Linked DNA regions of Rattus norvegicus: region 1 is linked to region 2. The links are chromatin contacts, called in public Hi-C maps. All regions are on one chromosome and are shown on one strand. Each heading gives the region's core, a stretch centred on a gene start, on an enhancer-like site or on the middle of the called end of the contact. The rest is flanking DNA. Distances are from core to core; before and after follow the strand shown. Region 1 overlaps Afap1l1 (actin filament associated protein 1-like 1). Region 2 holds the start of Pcyox1l (prenylcysteine oxidase 1 like).

What was found. Hi-C and Micro-C count contacts between places; a contact is called where the count stands out from the background.
Region 1: a Hi-C map of kidney shows a contact between it and region 2, with 2.3 times the contacts expected there. The contact joins the enhancer-like site here to the promoter of Pcyox1l in region 2. A contact is called at or near these places in 8 of 12 Hi-C or Micro-C datasets (the A7r5 cell line, Schwann cells, hepatocytes and 3 more).

The regions. Positions count from the first base shown.
Region 1 is chr18:57,472,657-57,476,125 of GRCr8, forward strand. It overlaps Afap1l1 (actin filament associated protein 1-like 1), which reads right to left. Exons shown (of 19, transcript NM_001106142.1): 9 at 2,467-2,559. Among named protein-coding and RNA genes, the nearest start is that of Grpel2, 24 kb to the left of the region's middle. Within about 2 kb of position 1,750, at least 4 of the 93 cell types and tissues checked have an H3K27ac peak or open chromatin away from gene starts, as enhancers often do. A contact at or near this core is called in hepatocytes and kidney, where this site is marked.
Region 2 is chr18:57,429,855-57,433,540 of GRCr8, forward strand. It overlaps Pcyox1l (prenylcysteine oxidase 1 like), which reads right to left and starts at 1,778. Exons shown (of 6, transcript NM_001134542.1): 1 at 1,661-1,778. The coding sequence starts at 1,748.

The DNA.
Region 1 (3,469 bases), core at 500-2,999, 43 kb after region 2:
ATGTAATCCAGTAGCACTGAAGGGATGGATGAGCAGGGGCAACCTTGGATGATGAAGAGCCACTGGGCAACCCTGAGTGATCAATCAGAAAGGGATGGACCCAAGGTGATGACATAGAGGAAAAAGGATGAGCTAGAGAATGTTTGCAAAGGAGTCATGATAAAACCCCGATGATCAGCAGGAGTCCATTATAATTCTTGAGTGAGAGGATGAAGGAACGCACACATACACACACATGAACACACACACACACACATGAACACACACACAAACACCCCTCCACACACATTTTGTTGCCAGTCTATTATTTTTAACTCATTATATTAACTGTGAAACAATCATACCCTCACTAATTCATTAATACATTCATTTGCTACAACAGAGATGGAACAGAAATGATGGAAGGACTCACAGTGCTACTGTTACTTATTAGCTGTGGGAAAAATCCATCATCCCCAGTCTCTGTTTTCTCTTGCCAATCACACTCACCAGAGAGCTGGTGTATAGGAATCTATGAAGCCAACGAGTCAGTTCTAACACCCATGTAATTTGCTATTATCTCGTTTCAAGAAGCTAGACTTGGCCCGGCCAGACTTGAGACAGTGTTAAAATGATACCCACTCCTTCAAGAAGGTACAGCAGATCCTGAGGAGGATCCATTAGAACAGGCCCAGTGATGATTTGGGATAAACCCAGCACTAAAGAGCAGTGAGGACAAGAAAGGAGTTTCCCTCTGTCTCTTATGGGCTGGGTGTGGGAGAGGGACCTATCAGGAAGTGTATGGGCTGTCTAAGCATAAAGAGCCTTGATGGTAGGTTCTGAAATAGAAGTTATGGCTCCATTCATTCTACAGCAGCTTCCCCCTCAAGATGGGAAGCAAATACAGAGGAAGGCTGTGGGCACTTTATAAATGAACTCAGGGATGGTATTTCAATCTCATGATCCCATGGAAAGAGACCCCCACCGACACAACATCCTGGCTCTTCTACCAAAAAGACCACCATAAGCACATCAGCTGCCCTCGCCCTGTATACTCAACCACGGCAGAGAACTCCCACCACACAGCTTGTCCACTGTTGCTCTATAGAGCCTTGACCTGTACCAGAGGCCATACCATGGTGTGCATCTGCAGTCACACCCCTCTTCCAGTGTCAATTTCTGTTTTTCTAACAGCCTTACTTCTGGCAAAGGCCAAGCATGGACGGGGCTAGACTTCTCCTTCAGTAGGTACCTGAGACCAAAACTCCAAGGCTGTCTTTCTGACCTCACGCCTTTGCTTCTACTGTTCCCCAACTTCACCCACCTTGGCTCAATTATGTCACGCCTACTCTTTAAGGCTCAGCATAGGCAGGCATCCACGTCCCCCCATACTCCAGCCATCCCAAGCTCCCTGTTCCATCTCCTATCCCTGTCCCGGACCAGGTAAACCAGTTCTCTCTCATTACACCGAGACGCACAGTCCACCTTCACACCCACATTTTCTCTGTTCTGCAACCTGTTCCTGCCGATAAGAGCACCTTTTAAATATAATTTTATTTCATTTTGCCTTTTTAAATCCTTGTCCGAAGCATCACTTCCATGGGAATAGTCCTGAACCTCTGAGACAGGAGCATATCTTCCTGACACACCAGGAACCTGGCACTGTCTCTTTTGGCTTGTACCCAGAGTAGCAGTTACAATGCAGTACGATTACTTTGGCTCAGGTTTGCCTGACTTGGGGCCGTAGGAGTCGTGGGGTCAAGGGTCATACTGGTTTCTGCACAGGGCCTGGTACGGGTGGAGCCTCTCTGTAGAGTTTGCCCAGTGGTTGGTCAAGGTGCTCTGTTGGCGTAAGCAAAGTCCTGAAGAGCCGGTCTGTGTGGCCTGAAACCCTGGCTTGTTCCTCATTTACTACCGGACTTGGTGTTACAGCTTTTTCTTTTGAAAATCTGTCTCCAACACAAGCATTCCAGAAGCGGGGTTTCTGAAAAGAGAACTGGATCCTAAGGGCTCTTCCTCCAGCGGATTTACTCATGGCTAAACTATCTGAAACTGAGGGGAGGCTGCCGTACTCGTTAGACCAGGTGTCTCTTGAGGGCATGTCCTGAGAGAAGATACACCAGGTCCCTTCCTGCCTCCCCGTCTGTTTCCGGTCTTTTATGAGGAGAGCTGCACTGCCTGCCTACACATTTCCCACCTAGGCCTACTATTGCAATAGACACTCTGATGAGGCTCAGCCTCGCCCAAGGCCTGCAGCACACAGCCTGTGGGCTGACTGGAGGTGACCCACAACAAAACTCTCCTCCTTTAGTTGTTGATGGCAGGGGTGTTGTCACAGAGACTAAGTTTGACTTAGCTCTGTTGCTAAGCTTGTACGATGTCACAGGTGTGTGTGTGTGTGTGTGTGTGTGTGTGTGTGTGTTCACCACCAGCCTGTGCTTAGTACCCACTACCGTATCCAGAGGAGATGACTGGAGACAGACATACCTTGTCCTGATCCAGCTTGCACAGGATGACTGGGGATCTGGGGACCTCCAAGCTCTCAGCTCCACCGATGGGCCGGCTGACCTCTCGGATAACCTGTGATGAAGACACAGAGCTGGGGACAGAAGCATGGCGGCTGGTGTTCGTGGAATCAGGACTGTGTGAAGAGGACTAGGACCACCAGGAGGCAGAGTAGGGTTGAACTAGACATCTGCATAACTGTTGGCACGTCTGAGTCTGTCTGAAAGGACTTTCTACATCTGTAAGGACACTGCTCTCTGCTGCCTGAGGAGGGGGAGACCCTGGAGAAGAATGGTATGAATCTCAAAGACTCACAGTGGTGCAGGGCCTGCTTCTGTGAGCGCTAGGACATTTATCATAGCCTCCAGGTGGCTGGGGTCGTCCCCTTGCTTTCAGTGACGTGGAAACTGAGTCCCTTACTCAAGGTTGTAGGAAAAAGCATGCAGGTGATAAAATCTGAAAAATCAGTGTCTAAACTGGGCGTGGTGGTGGCGCACACCTTTGATTCCAGCGCTCAGGAGGCAGAGGCAGGTGGATCTATGAGTTCAAGGCCAGCCTGGTTTATTGAGTGAGCTCCAAGACAGCCAGACTATACAGAGAAACCCTGTCTCAAACTAAACTAAACTAAACCAAACCAAACCAACAACAGCGAAAGGGCACCATGTGATGCTCAACTAGAGAGCAGCATTTATCCCCACAGCAGTCTGTGATCCCCCAGTTACAGGAGAGATGATGTGACTTGGAGATAAAGGCTCTGGTTGGAGGCCGCTGAGCCAGACCCACAGTAGGCTATGTGACTGCCAGACGGTACGCCTTGGGCTAGACGACGGAGGACCAGAATAGCCAGGCAGATCCCTCCGAACCCTGGGCCTCAGGCTCCAGCTTCTGACTCATAAGGAGCCTGAAGCTTGAGGCTCCCAGAAGGCAAGCTTTCTCCCTTCCATCCCCTCAGGACACAAAGGATAAGAATACTGAACATTCCAGG
Region 2 (3,686 bases), core at 528-3,027:
CTAGAATAATCCATAACTAAGTAGGACCTCAGGCTTTCAGGGTATCCTGAGACAAACCTGCATGCCCGTGAGAGCAGAAAGGACAGTGTGGGCAGGCCATCAGGGGGACTCTAAAGGGTCCCAGGGCCACCTAGAAGCATTGAGATGAAACCCTGCTGGAGCCCGAGGACTATGCCCTCAAATAGGAAGCACCCTCTCTTTCCTCCTTTCTAGGTCCTGTCCAAAGCACCAAGGGGTTGAAGGCGTTCAGGTTGAATAGCTAAAGGGTAGCTTGTCATCAGTAGGGGAAGACTTGGGTGATGTGTATCTGGGGACAAGCTGGAAGGAGGCAGGATGCAAGTGTTGGAATCACCATTTGGTTCTGCTGGGAGGGGTCCCTGCCGCACATCTCTAGGAAAATGGGCACTGCACATCCCTGGTCCCTGCCTGCCTAACTCTTCAGTACCCTGCCAAGTCTGCTCCAAAGTCAGTCTCCATTAGGTCTTCTCTTAATACCCAACCCCCAAGATTCTCTCTCCCATGGACTCTCAGTCATGAATCGATTCTCCAGTATGCTTTTGGCAACTTTTTAACCCTTTGTAGCCTGTTGGAGTTTTCTTAGACAATTAAACTTTAGAATTTGTACTGGTTCAGGCACGTCTATGATGTCCCAAGGCACTCCCACCTGCCCTCCCACAGCTAGAAGCTCAGCATTTTCGGTTGTAGGAATTCATATACAAAGAGATTTGAGAATCTCTGAGTCATGCAGAGTGAAAACAAAAGAAAGAAAGAAAGTTGGGAACAAATGCGGAGCTAGTGACAATGACTACACAATGGGGTATTTAGTGAGGTGTCCCCAGGCCTGCAGTTTATTTTGAAATGCTCCAAAATGTAAGTGGTGTTAGTAGCAGGAGTGGGTGGTGGACACATGAACAAGATTGTAAAATGTTTTCAACTTTGCAGTATGCCTCAAGAACTTCGGAATGAAATGTTGGGGGAAAACCACAGAACTAATCATTTTAAAAAAGAAAAAAAAAAAAGGTCGTTAAGAGTTCTATATATTGGGCTGCGGAGATGGACAGTGCTTGCCTAGCTAGTCTGAGGAGAAAAAGTTCCCCACTCTGTCACTCAACAAATCCACCCCCAGCAACCTATTGTTCTGTCCTGTGGAAGGAACTGCCTTCTACAGACCGGAAGTTCTGGTTAAATGTTACTCTTCCAAAGCCTTTTTTAGTTTCTGCAGCACCTGCCAAGTGCTCTCCGGACACGGAACTTTCTCATTCTAAGGAAGGGCCTTTCGTCCTTCAGGAACCACAGCCATTGCCTCTGCTACATAAAAGGCCCTCAGCAGATCCCTGCGAACGCCACCGCCCGCCCTGCTCCTGTCTTGTCACCCGCGAGCTTCTCTAGAGCAAATGTGCAGTGACCATGTGCTTTGCAGACAGCAAGCTGTCAGTGGCTATTCCTGCCCAGGCCCCCTCCTTCCCAGGAGACCCTCTCCTCGTGCTCAAGCCACCCTCCCCATGGTCTCCTCCCCTATGCACTCTTCTTCCGCGCCCAGCAGCCCCTAGCCTCTCCTACACCCAGTTCATCTCCGGAGCAGCCCTCCCCTAACCCCGGTCACCTGCGAACCCTCTTCCCGCCCGTCCTCAGTGAGCACCCCACCGCATCCTTCCCGCACCGATTTTCCCCGGCGGTGCGTCTCCGCCTGCAGCGGCGGCGGTGAGAAGTGTGGCCAGCACGGCGAGCAGCGGGGCAGCGCGGGCCATGGCGGGTGGTGACCAGGCAGCACGCTGCGGATCAGCCTCTAGCGGTTGGCGCTCGACTGTGCGCCCCGCCCTGGCGCCCCACTGGCGATCCGGCCTAGCAGCCTGGCTGGTCTCAGTCTTTCATTGGTCGAGCAACCGTCCTTCTGCAGTACGAAGTCCTCATTAGCTACATCTGTCTCAGGGAGAGCTCAGCCATTGGCAGCGACCCTGTCCCTCCTCCTTGGATGCGGGTTCTTCATTGGTTGGCTCATTCTGCTCAGGCGCAGGTGTGCCACTTCTTTGGATCTCAACATCAGGACCAGGGCCCAGCTGCTGGAAGATGCACAGAAGGGAGTCCAACCAGTTACTAGCTCTGTAGTGTCCCTTTTCTGTGTCTGTTTCCAGGGGACAGAATAATCTGCGCTCTTTCTAGGTTGTGGTGATCACGTGAGATAACAGAGGGGGAAGTCCTTTGGGGGCTTGTCTTTCCAGTGCTGTAAATTGCTGACCAGGCTGGCGACCTGCAGGACTAGACACGCTAGCGTGTGCTTAAACAAGCGGGTCTGCGTTATATCCTGAATTTTTGGTGTTTGTTTTCTTCCAGTTTCTACATTTTACACCTGCCTTCTACCGTCTCTCCCCTCCTTTATTTTTAACTATTTAATTTAGATAGAGGTAGCTTTGGCTGTCTTGGACCTCACTGTGTAGTGGAGGATGATCTCGATCTCCTGATCCTCCCGCCTTCACCTCTCAAATGCTGGGATTATGGAATCTTTGGAGACAGGGTCTCACTTGGTAACCTAGAACGGCTATTCTCCCTCAGCCTCTCAGTTGCTGGGAGGACAGGCCTGAGCCACCATACTTGTTTTAAAATTTATGTGCTCGAGTGTTTGCCTGTGCAGCACCTGTAGCCTGCTCTCCTCTAAAATCAGAAGAGGATGTAGGATCCCACGAAGCCAGAGTTACTCAACATGGATGTGAACCATCATGTTCATGCTGGGAAATGGACCTGGGTGCCAAATGCACAAGAGCAACAAAAGCTCTTAACCACTGAACCATCTCTTCAGCCCTTGTTCCTTATTTTAAATAAGTATTTATTTATCATTGAGTCAGGTTCTCTTATGTGCTGACCACTTAGGGTTTTTTTTGTTTGTTTGTTTTAGTCATATTGACTCTAAAATTTGTTTTTTTCTTTACTTTGTAAAACTGGGGTCTTGTGTTCATTGAATCTAAAGATGAATCTTTAGTTCAATTTTTATTCTTTACATACATTATGTCCTGACTTCTACTTCCACTTCTCCCAGCCCCTTCTCCATCCCTCTCCCCTAGATCCACTCCTCCTCCATTTCGCTTAAACAAAACAAAACAAAAAACAACCACCAAACAAAAAACCAAGCAGGTCTTTCACGGAGATCAACCAAACATGGTGTAACAAATTACAATAAGACTAGGCACAAACCCTCATTATCAAGGCTGGACAAGGCAACCCCAAGTGTAGGCAAGAGTCAGCGATCCTCCCCCCATTCTTGCTGTAAGGGGTCCCACAAGAACCCAAGCTATGAAACCATAATATTATGAGGACCTAGCTCAGGGACATACAGAGTCCATGATTGTCACTTCAGTCTCCATGAGCCCCTATAAGCCCTGCTTAGTTGATTCTGTGTGCCGTGTTATCGACCCCTCTGGCTCATAGTTTACCTTCCTCTTCTTTGGGGTTCCCCTGGCTTCACCCAGTGTCTGGCTGTACCCATTGGTTCTTATAACCCTACCAGCTTATTGCCAATGCATGAGACAATCAGGCTTTTCAAAAGAGCTGGTTAAGAGGAAAAGCAAGCAAACAAAACCACACAAATAGTTGGTACTGGGGTGTAATGAACCACTCTAAAACCAAAGTAATAATCTTTTAGTTTGCCCACAAATGTACAGGGTAGCCCCACTTGCACGATGGAGCCACTGGTG